2 separate regions of the Zea mays genome follow, and region 1 is linked to region 2. The links are chromatin contacts, called in public Hi-C maps. All regions are on one chromosome and are shown on one strand. The core of a region is the stretch at or near the end of the contact, and the rest is flanking DNA. Distances in the headings are between cores, read along the strand shown. Region 1 holds the start of LOC100282817 (vacuolar ATP synthase 16 kDa proteolipid subunit). Region 2 has its middle 43 kb from the start of LOC100502476.

What was found. A called contact is a pair of places that touch in the nucleus more often than the background predicts.
Region 1: a Hi-C map of leaf shows a contact between it and region 2, with 4 times the contacts expected there. The contact joins the promoter of LOC100282817 here to the enhancer-like site in region 2. A contact is called at or near these places in 6 of 25 Hi-C or Micro-C datasets (endosperm, leaf and tassel).

The regions. Positions count from the first base shown.
Region 1 is chr2:140,538,683-140,546,308 of Zm-B73-REFERENCE-NAM-5.0, reverse strand. It overlaps LOC100282817 (vacuolar ATP synthase 16 kDa proteolipid subunit), which reads right to left and starts at 2,086. Exons shown (of 3, transcript NM_001369229.1): 1 at 1,856-2,086; 2 at 1,260-1,545; 3 at 1-59. The coding sequence starts at 1,934.
Region 2 is chr2:140,445,266-140,452,441 of Zm-B73-REFERENCE-NAM-5.0, reverse strand. No RefSeq gene overlaps it. Among protein-coding and RNA genes, the nearest start is that of LOC100502476, 43 kb to the left of the region's middle. Within about 2 kb of position 4,486, at least 16 of the 20 cell types and tissues checked have an H3K27ac peak or open chromatin away from gene starts, as enhancers often do. A contact at or near this core is called in endosperm, leaf and tassel, where this site is marked.

The DNA of each region.
Region 1 (7,626 bases), core at 837-3,336, 96 kb before region 2:
CTGCGAAAATGAGGATGAGGATCATGCCAACGAAAAGCTTTGGCTGTTGCGCATTTGCCCTGAAATCGGTGGCCCAAAAATTAGTCAAACTAAAATTTCAATTCCCATGCCTCCTCTGTAAAAGAAGAAACGCCAGGAGAAAGTTGCATGTGAGCTACTGATTGGAACTTATCAACCAAGTAGTAGTGACAGAAAGTGCTTGATTTCTAACCTAACAGAGAACCTAAATGTGTAATAATTGCATTTCCAGACTTGTGTATGAAATATTAAAAAGTGGATTATCAACACCATCTGTAGCCACTGAAAAAAAGAGAGCTTATGTTGATCATTAACAGCCTTTAAGCATATAAATAGCCATATATCAATTTATATACTCATCCAAGAGCATGTTTGTGTTCATGGAACAGTAGAACTTTGGTTGGTCATACTTCAGTGAAAATGAAATACAATATGACAGTCAAAACTAAAAGTTAAGTCAGTGCTCCCACCATACAACTATTGTTTACACACATGGGGTGCTTAAAGATAGAGAGGAAAGAAAACCTACCTACATGTTCTTCTAATGAACACTATGTTCCCAGTTAAATGAAAATGTTCCAGAAAGTGCAGTATCAAAAAAAAAAAGGAGCATGACATATTGACATAGAGTAAAATATTGCTATCATTGAAATGACAAGAAATAGTTCCAAGTCAGAAAGAATATTTATAAATTGTATTCAATAGGGGGGGCATAATTTTAGACAATTCGTTTTTCAAATATTTGATGACCCAAGACGAAAATTTATGTGCAAGACCAACAGGACAAGAATTAGACTAATAATGAGAATTTGAATGTCAATAACTTTGATTAGTACATGGACTTAGATTCTTAGAGCATGTACAACCCCATTAATTAGGTGGTCACTTGAAGAGTCTCTAGAGAGTTAATTGAAAAAAAAATACAAGAGACGGACTTATATATTGTCTCTTGACTGCATTTACAATCCAGGGGCTCAAGTTTGTATCATGCAGTTTTTAGTTATCTCTTGTACTTAGAAAACAGTTCCATGGTCTCAAGGTTGTACATGCCCTTATAACTTATGGTGATAAGGTGGGCACTCAATATAGCACATTAAGGAGTCACATTGTTAATGCTAGGAGTATTAACCTTGTAGCAGTCAATAACACAATATTAACATTCTGGGCATGGCATGGCATAGCAGACAGTAATAAAAGGACATAGTAAATCTATGATGCTCACTACAGAGAGAGCCTTTTACCTGACTCCAGCATCACCGACAATGCCGATGGCCATGCCAGCTGCAAGCCCAGCGAGACCACAGGCAAGCCCGGACGAAAGGTGGGCGTAGCCATCAAAGAGGTAGTAGGGCTTGGCCTTGGGGTTGATCCCCGTGCTGATGATGACGGCGATGATGAGCCCGTAGATACCGAGCACACCAGCCATGACCACGGGCACGATGGACTTCATGACGAGCTCCGGCCGCATCACACCCATCGACGCCACGCCGACGCCGCTCTTCGCGGTCCCGTACGCGGCGCCCATGCCTGCGCCGGATCAAGCAAAATAACAGCCTAGTCAGCAACTGCCCGACCGAAAAAGCCCACCGCTTTCTGGAATCCGACAGACTGACACCCGATCGGACCAAATCGGGCAGATCCAGCATCAGCACGCCCGGAATCGAGCTGACCGGAGGCTGGAGCTCGGCCAGATCGAGGGCTAGCCATGGAGCCCCAACGATAGATCGAGCAATGGACGGTGAAAAATCCAAACTTTATCCGGAAAAAACTAGAGCTTTGAGTACGGAATCGCATGAGCGAGCAAGTGGAAAAGGAGGATGGTCGAAGGGGAACGAACATGAGAAGACGAGGGCGGCGGCGGCGCCGAGGAAGCCGAAGAAGGGGGCCGTCTCATCGCCGCTGAACACCGACGACATCTTCGCCTCCGGCTTCCTGTTCCTGTCCCTGCCTCTCGGTGGTGGGTTGCCTGCCTCGCTCGGTCTCCGGGCGGCCGCGTCGCTGGGGCGAAGAGGAAGGAAAAGGGGAGGTGGGTGGGCAGGCAGGCGTATGCGATCTCTCTCGAGCCGAGTTTGGTTCTGATCTGAAAATCTCCAGACGCGAGACCGACTATTTTACAGTTTTGTCCCTGAGCTCCCGTGCTAGAGGACGGCGATCGTGGCTGTCCACACCGGTCACGCCACGATCTGATTTCTAATCCATAGTGTCCATCGGCCTTCCATCATCAGAATCGACGGCTAATGATTTTTGCATTACTCGTGACGGCTAACCTCTATTTTCAAAATTAGTACAAAATTTTGGCTATTTATCAATGCACTTGTCACTCGACTTTAAGAGCCAAGTTTGATAATTTGTTTTTCTATAAACGAATTTTAGATAATTCAATTACTCTCTCTGTTCCAAATTACAAGGCAAGTTAGTTTTTACATACATTTTTTTATTTATATATATACCTAATATATGTCTAAATAAAAAAATAAAATATATATATATATATATATACAAATCTAAAGTGATTTATGTTTTGAAATGAAGGGAATATATAACACTAACAAGTAGAATCTATTTGGTTTAGCATTTTTTCCTTTTTCCCCGGTTACTATCAAATCCCATAACTTTATGTTTTTGTTAGTGTCCTGATCCTTAAACTTTTCACAAAAATTTAGAAACTCATAACCATAACCAACACATGCCTTGGGTCCTGACATGGACTTATGTTAATCGCCTCTATCCATTTGGATCACAAGTCTATGTTCAGGCTAGCACAAGACCTTTATCTTTGGTCTTCTTCATGCAATAGATAACATTGTCAACTTACAGCAAAACCCTAACCTCAACTCTCGACCGATAAGGACTCCAAGCTAGCTTACAACCTTCACAACACTGTCACGTCCAAACTAAATCAACTCAGTCTTTGACCTAAGTCAAATCACAAAGTTGTTGCTCGAAAAGTGATCTATGGGCCAAAGTGGTTCCTACAACGATTATGAGTTGTATTAGAACCCTAGTTTAATCTCTTTATCTCAATTCTAGAATTCTCAAATTTCAAGTTCCACCACACTATCTGCGAGAATACTAATACATCGGAATTTGTTTAGATGAATTGTCCTCTTATCCCCACCCTAGTCTCCACCTATCAACACAAATGTAATTATTTAGCTCCATACTCCATCTCTCCACTTCATCTCATCACTTGCATCTCCCTTCCTCTCTCTTGAAAGTGAAGAAAACAAGAACTAGAGAGGAAAAGCAAGAGACGAAAAATAAAAAGAACATAAGGAGAGATCCAAGCCAAGATCAAGGACCACCATCTCAAGAATAAGATGCAGATCATCACCCCCATCTACATCTTTTGAGTGAGCTCAAGAACATCTTCTTTCTTTGTCACATGCAAATCCTAACCCTAACTCTTTATTTCATCATGCATGTGGTGAAAATGAAGGTGCTAGCAACCTGATCCGTCTCAACTGCAAGCCCTACACTTCAATCGCTCATCCATCTCATGGATTTCTCAAATTTCTCTCTAAATGGAAACATGTGTTCCATGCAAGGAAATCCCATATTCATTTCAATCCATCTCTTTCACTTGAAAGTGAGACGAAGCAAGGCAAAAACTTGGGCTTCATGAGCCAGGGTCACCAATCCACCAAAGTTACCAAAGTTTAATTTCATGGAATTTCTCTATTTATTCATGTTTTGCTCGAATTCTCGTCACTAGCTTAAAACACTATATGCAATAATAAAATCTAGGAAACACAACCCCAACACCTCACCCAAATAATTCTAGATGATCACGAACACCCCTAGAAAATATCACCCATAAACCCTAGAACAAACATCAAGAAAAAATGTTTTATATTTTGATATAAAGGGAATATATAACACTAACAAGTAGGAGCTATTCAGTTTAGCATTTTTCCTTTTTCCATTGCTATCAAATTAACTTAATGTTTCATTAGTGTTATGATCCTTAAACTTTTCAAACAACTTTAGAAATTGGAACCATAACGCCTGCCTTGGGCCATGACCTAGACTCCTAGTTGCCTCGAGCCATTTGGATCACAAGTCTATGTTCAACATGGCACATGACCTTTATCTTTGATCTTCTTCATGCAATAGGCAACATTATCAACCTGTCAAAAAAGTATAACCTCAATACTCGACCAACAAGAACCCCAGCTAGCGGACAATCTTCATAACATTGTCATAGTCAAAATAAGTCAACTATAGTCAACCCAATCTTTGACCAAAGTTAAATCTCAAAGTTATTGTTCGAAAAATGATCTATGAACCTCAAGTGGTTCTTGCAACCATTATGAGTTGTATTATAACCCAATTAGTATCTTTATCTCAATTCTAGAATTCTCAAATTTCATGTTCTATTAGACTATCCGCTAGAATACTAATGCGACAGAATTTGTTTAGATGAGTTGTCATCCTCTCCCCACCTATTAGCATGAATGTAATTATTTATTCACATGCCTAGTTGGTCCACTATAATGTCTTCATATGCATTGCTTTACTGTCACTTGTTGAGTATGTTAAGTGCTCACATTTGATATTTTTCTACAGCAACTATGTTGCATCCAATACAACCACTGCTCAGGAGGAGGATATGAAGATCAATAGTACACCATGGAGTTCTATGAATGTGATGATTATTAGGCGAGCAGACCACTAGTTAGTTTGTCTATGGAGAATTGATTTAATTAGTTGTAAAGCGGGTAGCATGGAGAACTCAACTTTGATGTAGGTGACAACGACAAGCAAACAAGAACATTGTGGCACTTAGCTAAGTGGATCGATCCTGTAGGTTATCCTTCGGTGAGGTCTAGTGCACAATAGATGGCAAGGGAAAAATGAGGGAGATACCCATGACTTTTTACCTCGACCTAAATCTCAGCATTGGGTTCCCATCGATGGCGAAACAACGAGGTGGCAGATCCACATCAATGGTGGTGCTAGTGTTTCAAATTTGTTGTGACAACTAAGGTGTGAGGTGATGACTATTCTATGGTTCCTCAGAGACAACATTGAATGACTAGTCAACTTCTATATGTCTAGTTCTTCTCCTTGAAAAGAAAGGAGAGATCAAATCTAAGATTTGAACATAAAGAGGAGGGAAGGCGATAATGTTCTTTCCATCCAAAGATAGTAATGGTGTAGAGGCCGAAAAGTAGGACTGTGGTGTCAATGAGAGAGGTCATGGGACGTACATGACAGATGGAGTAAGAGAAGAGTGTGTACAAGGTGCACGCCTCCTCATGGGATTGTTGATGTGCCTACTATTAAGTTGGCAAAAGTTAGCGAGGGTGACAACTAAGGAAGAGACCACATGATGAGAAACAACCCGAGGGGAGCAGACCATTCAAGCTGAGGTGTATGGACAAGTTGTTGGGACCTTTGGTCACTTGTGCTGAGTGGCGGAAGGAGGGAGGAGCTGGCGTGTGGGCTAAATGTGACAAAAAAACACACACACACACACATAGAGAGAGAGAGAGAGTTTTCAAAAATAAAATCATTTTATCTTATTTTATTTTGAAGCTACAACAAATTTTGAATTCAAAAGAAATTAAATTATCCAAACTCAATACATTCAAATATTGGGATTTAGAAAACAAACAACTATTTCTAGACTTATTTTAAAGCTAGTTTAAAACCAAGATATTTTCAAGCTTATAAATCACATTTTTGGAATATGTTTTCTTTAATGTTATTTTGAAACCTTTTAAAAATCAAAGGTAAACTCATTTTGATTAATCATTTCTTAACAAAACATCAAAGTTTTAGTTTGAAGACTGGAAGAAACCTATATGAGGTTTAAATGGATTTATAAATTCACTTCTTTACTCAAATTAAACGTGCAACCGGAATGGTTGCAACACATGTAAGACAAAATAATTAGAAGACTTGTATAAAATTATTTTTATTTACCATAGACTCTAGCAAACTAAATAATACTTGTAATTTTTTAGATGATATTAAATAATTTTATTTTGTTCGGTGTTTTCTATTGACGACCCAAAAAAGGAAACTTTAGGAGGTGACATCACTATTGGAGAAAGGGGCTTTTGTTCGAGGCTATTAGTGATAGTTGCTTTAGAACAGGTATTGACTGAACTAGTTGCTAAGTCATTACTATCGTTTGAAGACATCAACGGATACTCATGTACCTTGAGTTGGTGCCAAGAGCAAAGAGGTCTTTTATACAAATTGTAGCAAAACAACTGGCACTAAAGGCCCTTTTTAGTTGCCATCCAGAAATTCTAGTTCCCACCCAAAAGTCTTTAGTACTAGTTCTGTTTTAAGAATTGGTACTAAAAGTCTCTTTTTGGTTCCCACCCAAAAGTCTTTATTATCGATTCTTTGTAAGAATTTGTACTAAATTGTCTCCCCCTCGTAACCTTGGCCTTCCCTATGCCTTTCTTATTATCTTCTTCTTCTCGTGTCCTCCTCAGTGAGCTCATCGAGCCCTCTCCTTGCACTACCACTGACCCCATCAGCCCATGTGTCCACACCCTTCCTATGCAGCCATTACTCCTATCGAACCCTTGTCATCGCCATCGCAATAGTTATGCTCTGTCCCTCGAGTGAGCATATCAGAAATTGGAGCTTTGTTAAACCATTGCAATATATATAGCACAAAATCCTGGTAAATTCAACTAGTGTCATTATTCTTGTGTATCATCGTTGTATATTTTACATTTCTCACACACACTTGCAAGCTCGATACATAGAAAATGATGTATGTCCATGTTTTTTATTTTCTTATGGTCCATAATGCCCACATGGTGCATAATATAGAGCCACATCTCTTTAATATTAAGAATGCGGTATCAAGAAAGTCATGGCCCAAAGTAGATGGGTTTAGGTTTATTTTAACAAGGACATCAATAGTTCTTGAGCGCAATCTTAAACCCTTTTGAAAGTTACCTAAAGGATGGTGAATAGGCAAAACCTGAAATTTTAACTCAAACAACAAACTTGATTCGAGATTTATAACTCTAGGTGTTAGAAAAAGAAAGACTGGCTTTCAGATAAATACCAAGTTCAATACTTGTTATTGTTGCTATCAAAAGCGAGTGCAAAATTGATCTTAGCAACAATATAAATTGTAAGTGAAGATTAAAGCAAGTAGAAATTAGAGAGGAATGGTGAAATAAATGGTAAAGAAAAAGCACAAAGAGAGAAGTGATTTATTTACTGGAGTTCGTACTAACAAAGAAACATATGTCTATATTGAGGAGTCCACTATGGACTAGGTCTCTTTCAACCCTTTCCTCACTCAAGTGATCACCAAGATCAAACCTAGGTCTTACCTTTCTCAATTTGGTGAGACCTAAAGTCTTGCAAGACTCTCCACACACTTGGAGGCTCTTGCCCGCTTTACAACTCAATGGGAGCTTCAACTCCAATCACTTAAGATCACAACAACGCCTCCCTTTCAACTCAAACACAAGTGCTCTATCACTATCACTCAATTGGATGGCTATCTCTAAGCACACTACACATTTTGATTCTTAGCTCATATATATTGTATCAACTAGTTGGAGTCATATTTATAGACTCCCAAACCCATATAGCCATTTGAACTCCACTCACAAAACTGCA
Region 2 (7,176 bases), core at 3,237-5,736:
GGGAACGAGGCCACTAGGCGAATCATTGCCCGAACAAAGCAGCTCAGCAACAGCCAGCTTCCAACACCTCGGCAAGACAAGGAGCACCACAACAAGCACCAGGAGGCCGTGGCCAGGCCTACAACTGTGGAAAGGTGAACCACTTGGAGGCTGAAGCAATCTAGGATGCACCAGATGTGGAAGTAGGTACGTTTCCAGTTGAATCCCATCCAGCAAAAGTACTATTTGATACTGGTGCCACGTATTCTTTTGTTTCTACATCATGGGTAGAAGCACATAACATCCCCATAGAACCAATGATCCCACCTTTAAGAGTTAATTCAGTTGGGGGAAAAGTTCAGTCCGATAAGATGTGCTCTAGTCTAAGGATTGAAATAAGGGGGATAGATTTTCCCGCTAACCTAGTAGTAATGGGTACTCAAGGGTTAGATGTCATCCTAGGGATGAATTGGTGGCACAGAAACCAAACCACTGTCAGCTGTGACAAGAGGATACAGTAAAGTTAGTGTCCCCATCTGGGAAAGAAGTAGTAAATGAACTGTTCATGCCTAACCTAGAAGAAGGAGCATGTCACCATATGTCCGTAGATGGTAAGGAGACCAACCTGCTTGAGGCTATCAGAGTTGTATCGGAGTTCCCTGATGTGTTTCTTGAGGATTTACTAGGCATGCCACCCGAGCGTAAAGTTGAATTTGCCATAGAGCTTGAACAACACTGCCCCTATTTCCAAGAGAGCCAATAGAGTGTCTGGATCCGAATTAGTGGAACTCAAGAAGCAGATCGACGAACTATTAGAGAAAGGTTACATCAAACCAAGTACTTCGCAATGGGCCGCTCCAGTTTTGTTCGTGGAGAATAAGGATGGTACCAAGAGAATGCACATCGACTACAAATCCTTGAATGAAGTCACCATCAAGAACAAGTATCCTCTGCCAAGAATAGAGGACCTGTTTGATTAGTTGAGAGGAGCCGGAGTGTTCTCAAAGATAGATCTGAGGCCAGGTTACCATCAGCTCAGAATCCGACCTTCGGATATACCGAAGTCAACATTTATCACCAAGTATGTGTTATATGAGTACACTGTCATGTCATTCGGATTGACGAATGAGCGAGCTTTCTTTATGTACTTGATGAACATGTGTTCATGGATTACCTCGATAAGTTCGTGGTGGTGTTCATCGACGATATTCTCATATATTCGCAGAATGAGGAAGAACACGAGGAACATTTGAAGATGGTATTGCAACGGTTATGGGAACATTAGTTGTATGCCAAGCTGAGTAACTGTGAGTTCTGGATCAGCGAAGTCTTGTGCTTGGGTCATATCATAAACCGAGATGGATTAGCTATGGATCCGAAGAAGGTAGCAGATATCTAGACTGGAAAGCACCAAGAGATGTCTGGGGAATCAAGAGTTTCATTGGAATAGCCGGTTACTATCGATGTTTTATTGAAGGTTTCTCCAAGATTTCCAGACTAATGACAGCCCTGCTAGCGAATAAAGTTGAGTTCAAGTGGACCCCAACGTGCCAAGAGTCCTTTGAGACGTTGAAAAAGAAGTTGACTACAACACCTGTGTTGATTCTGCCAGATGTTCATAAGCCATTCTCAATGTATTGTGATGCTTCGTACACTGGTCTGGGATGTGTGCTAATGCAAGAAGGGAGAGTAGTGGCGTACTCGTCCCGACAGCTGAAGATCCATGAGAGAAATTATCCAACACATAATCTAGAATTGGCAGTAGTGGTTCACGCGCTGAAAACCTGGAGGCATTATCTATATGGACAGAAGTGTGACATTTATACAGACCACAAGAGTCTTAAGTATATATTCACCTAGTCTGAATTGAACATGAGACAGTGAAGATGGCTGGAATTAATCAAAGATTATGAGCTGGAGATACATTATCATCCAGGTAAAGCTAATGTGGTTGCGGATGCTTTGAGCAGAAAGAGTCAAGTCAACATGATGGTCGCTCACCCGATGTCGTATGAGCTAGCAAAGGAATTCAATAGGCCGAGTCTTGGATTTCTGAACAACATCCAAGGAGTAACAATTGAGTTGGAGCCCACTCTAGAGCGAGAGATCAAAGATGGACAGAAAGATGATGAGAAGATCAATGAAATTCGATAGCTAATCTTAGATGGGAAAGGTAAGGATTTTCGGGAAGACGCGGAAGGCGTGGTTGTCACAACCCGACCAAGTTATCGAGCCCATGTACACCAATCCTTGCCTTCAAGACCTCGAATGGATATGTAAGTGAATCAGATAACTTACTCGGGGTGCCGAGTTTCGATGGACTCTTTCATTTCCAGGATCATTCACCCGTAGTTGTGAATATTATAATAATCAGACATGAACATAAACTTTAAACACATGAGTTGGGTGGAAGACTTTATAATAAGATAATATACATTAGCAAACATTTAAGGTTACAAACCAAATAGCGTTCATTATTACATGCCCGAGGTATAATCAAAGTGCTAACTTATTACATCACTTGGGAAGAGGTTATCTTCCCACAAGTACACATACAACAAAGATAAGTAAAAGGCCTCCAGAGTGAGCTTAACAGAACTCAAAGGTGTTAATAGTCTCTCGTGCAACAACATAGGGAATAAAACCCCGAGTACGCAATTACTCAGCAAGACTGACCCGACTAAAGAAAAGACTCTCAAGGATATGCTAGTTGATTTGGGAGTCAAGGTATAGGTCATCAATGTTCAATGACTCAATTTTTGCATAAGAACATACTATTACTTGATCCTTAGGCCAACTTTTATTTTCCAAGTTAGGTGATTACCTTTCTCTAGATTGACCTGGTCTAGTTCAATCACTTGTCCTAGTCTAGCTTTTTTTACATAATTTAAACTTGTTTCATTTCTTATCTACGATGAGGGTCGAAGATCCAGTCTTCATATTCGAGAAGTAAGGCGATCCGAATCGATTTATACCCAGCTAGGGATCTCCAACCACAAGACATATGTAGTACTTAACCCTTGCATATGTCAACTCGCACCTGGGTTTCTCAAGACCAGAACGGGTCCCTGCCAACCGAGAGCTTAGTACCCCACCATCCAACCTCTTGCCAGGTGGATACACGATACTCTCGCCATCTCTCCACTCCCATTGCGGGCCAGCCTTTCTGGTATTGGTCTAGCCGAGGCTAAGCTTACCCATGACATGGCATGTGGCTAGTTAAAGGGTCCTAGATCAGCAGGCTAACAATCGTTGCGGTCCTTAAACGACATAGAAGGGCGACCTATCCCGCTCAACGTCTGGTCTCAGTTTAAATTATTTCTGAAAACATGTACCTATCAGCGGTACCCGGCTGGAATGAAGTCATAAAGGCCTTTGATACCTTCATCGCTCCAAGACCTTTTTATTTTTGTAATAAACATGATTCATACATCAAAACATTTTTATTCCTAATCTATAAGCATACTAAGCATATCTATTTTTTTAAACCGGTGTCAAGGATGATATTCAATAGTTCAAGGAAGTTATGCAGCAAAAGTTTTAATCATTCAACTCCTATCACCTAACACATCATATAAGTGATAAAGATTTTAAAATCACAAGGAATTTGGTAAATGCACCGGGGCTTGCCTTGATGAGGAGGAGAGTGAGGCTCTTCTACCATAATGTTGCAATTGGCAGCAAAACTCACTGGAGCACTTTCGGAGCAACCTTCAGGAACAACTTGAGTTGGAGAAGCTTCGAGTTGAGGAACTATTTCCTCCTCCACTTCTACTTCAATTTCTTCTTCTAGGTGTTCTACAAGTCAATTAGAATTATATGAATGCTCATGTAATGATATGTCATGCAAACTCTCACTAGGGAGAGGTGGAAAGTCTAAGTACTGTTAACTAACCATAAGATAATTATACTCATAATTCTAGGCTATAAAGTGTTTGCCCAAGGGATCAAACTAAGCTTGCTCTATAAAAATAGAGAATTATATAAGTTGAAGTTGGTTAACTTGCTGGTTATCATTTTGCATTACTCAAGTTTGATCTAATCCTAGATTAATATTAAAGTTTACGGTTTTAAATACTTAAGCTTAGCTAGTTTCTGGTTCTCTGGGTAAATCGATTCTAATTGGTTTAGGATTTTTACCACAGGTTATTCTAAGGATAGATGATGTTTCCACAAATTTTTTATGATTTATAGATCCATAGATTTATTTCCAAAATTTATTTAAACCACCGGAGGGTACTTTTAAATGACTAAAAATTAACTTGTTGATGCAAAAATTCTAAGAATAAATTTTTATAGAACTATACAATTCTGTGGACTCTACAAAATTGTTTTCAAAATTTTATCATTTTTCTATATTTTTTTGGTGCATTCTACAAATTGCGAGTTAAAAGAAAAAGAAAAAGTTCTCAATAGTTTCTAGGCCAAAAGACATAGGCTCGGCCCACGAGCACAGGAAAACCAGCCCCGCACCGGCCGCCCACGCCCGTGCTGTGTGCTTTGCATAGAGACCCCTGCTGATTTGGTTAACTGGTTAAGAGGTCAAGGCACTATTTCCCCTTCTCACTGATAGTTGCATAAAGGCCCTTCGATTTTCTTTCATTTACAAACTCTGGTCCCTAACTTAATCCCGACAAACATCGGCCATCCGCTGTCTAGACCCATCGGCAGCGACCATCTCCGGTGATGTCGAGCTTACCAGCGTGATCCCCGAAGCTTACTTACTATTTCCCCTATGCTAATCGATCTCAAACAACCTATAGCCTTTCTAGCCACGGCGATGACAGACAACCGAGCTCCAGTGAGGTGGACCGAGGCGTCAAGCCTGGTAGAGTTCAATCCGAGGTCACAACGAGTACCAGCGACCCTTCAAGCATACCAGTGCTCACACGGGTTAGCCTGGGAAAGACATGGTTCGGTCCAACAACGTGAGAATGGTCTGTGGCGGCAATCACTACTGACACGGCAGCGTTCCAGTCAACCAGTGGCGGTAGTGTTTAAATCAAAAGGCGTGTGAGCATCACCATGATATAAAGACCAAGAAACATGAGCCAACCAAACATGACGAACCTTAGAAAGTGTTGGCCACGACGATGCACCACTCAGCGACGCTGGTGACCACCGACGGGAAGAACCTGGTGTTCTTGGCTACCAACGGTCAAACGAAGAAAATAAAGTGTGGCCTGGGTGCGTAACGGAGAGGCGGGACTGAGGGCAAGCTCAATTTAAAGGGCGCTACCGTGATGGTGGCCAATTTGGCCGAGAGAGAACTGCGGTGGCGATAGCCCATTGAGCTCCACGTTTGCTCTCGCGGTGTCCTATGACCGATAACATGGCGAATTCACCGCGAGCAAGTTTACATCAGCTAAAACAATTTACGCACCCAACTAGCTGCGTGGATGGTCGGAGTATTCGGCGATTGCCACGTCAGTGGTAAATGGAGTATGGTGAAGGCACGTGGTGTCGATGTCTAGAACGGTGACTCGGTCATTGAGTCCGAACTTGGGTGCCGTTTGGTTCACATATTTGTAACGTAATGGGTAACGGATAACGTTAAATCATGTTTGTTTTAGTCCAACCGTAATCAGATACCACACTAAAATTTGATACCAGCCTATTCAAATTTGTTACCGCCAGTAATCGAGCCGAAACCATTACCATTACCATTTGCGTTACATTTTTTGAACCAAACAGCACCTTGAGACCTTTTACCACTTTGTCGATCCACCTCTCAACAGCACCGATCGTGACGCGAACTCGAATCATGGCGGAGGGACGTCGGTGGCGGGTGCATTGAACTCAATCTTGTTCAGTTATTGCTTCAATCAGAATCCCCTCTTTCTTCGGTTGGTCTGACCGATAAACTTTAAACACATATTACTTCCTATTCTGCACAGCACTATGTCCAACCCTCTATTAGAGATTTTTTCCCCAATATAAGAGCTTCATCTTTGTTATAATGATCTAAGTCATTTGCTCAATGGAGCAAGCACGGAGTGGATCCAAAGTTGGGTGATCAGCACTGCCATGTAACTTCAGAGTAAATCACAGTCTGACAGGCTATCTTCGAGCACCTTTTTGTGAAATTTTTATGTGGTGCCAAGTCCATCACCCTTAAACAAACTTGTACCCTAGTAAATACTCTACCACTTTGGTATAATGATCACTAACCCAAACCCTATGGATTGAGTAGTAAAGAACTCTAAATTTTGACCCAACACACAAATTCAGAGTCTGAATTTCTACTAAGTATGAAAATTCAGATTAGAGTATAGGATCTTTGGACCAAATTTTCTGCCAATTCTATAAAGCTTTAGGGGAATGTTATTTAATCAACGTTATACACCAACATATGGTCTGACACTTGGCTACAATACCCCAAGTCCAGAACTGCATGGATTGGACACTAACAGGCTTCTAAAGTGGCTTCAGAACACAGAATCTTCAGTTTCAGAATTTACACTAAGTCTGAAATTCTAGGGTTTACATCCCACTTTGGAGCAAGGTTTATAAGCAGTTCCATATGGTTCTAGGGCTGAGCAACTTAATCCAATTTGTGCACCTAGTGTAGCTCTACATCTTTGCTACAGTGATCAACTTCAATCTATTTATAGATCCAAGGTTACAAAGGTCTAAACACAGCTAACTGATAACATTTCAGAATTTTCAACCCTAGGTCAAAAACCAAATTTTGAATTTTTCTCCACTTTTTCCTATAAAATATGGAAATCTCTACACATGAAAGTTGTTTGGTATAGGAAACTCTATAAGTTTTATATTTTGACTTTTAGCAAAATATGACAGATTACAAATTCCACTTTTGGGATCAAACTAAAGCTCTATACTTACTACTAGTCACATGTAACACTTCAAAATCCCATTCTGGATAAATTAGGCAAACTCATTTCATGATTTAAATAAATGTGTTTTCAAATAATAGATTACCTAAAATATTTTTATGTGAACTATCCTTTGTGTTAAAGATTTATTCTCCAAAAAAAGAATTAAGTTAAACTATCTCTTAATATAGATTTTACATAAGAAGTTATATCCTTTTTAAATAAATATGTGAAGATTATAAATTTATTTTATTTTACTTCTAAAATGTGGCTATGTGTTTGAATTATTTTCTTTAATAATTATTATTATAAAACATCTTACATTAATTATTTCTACTAATTTTCATTTGATTAAATG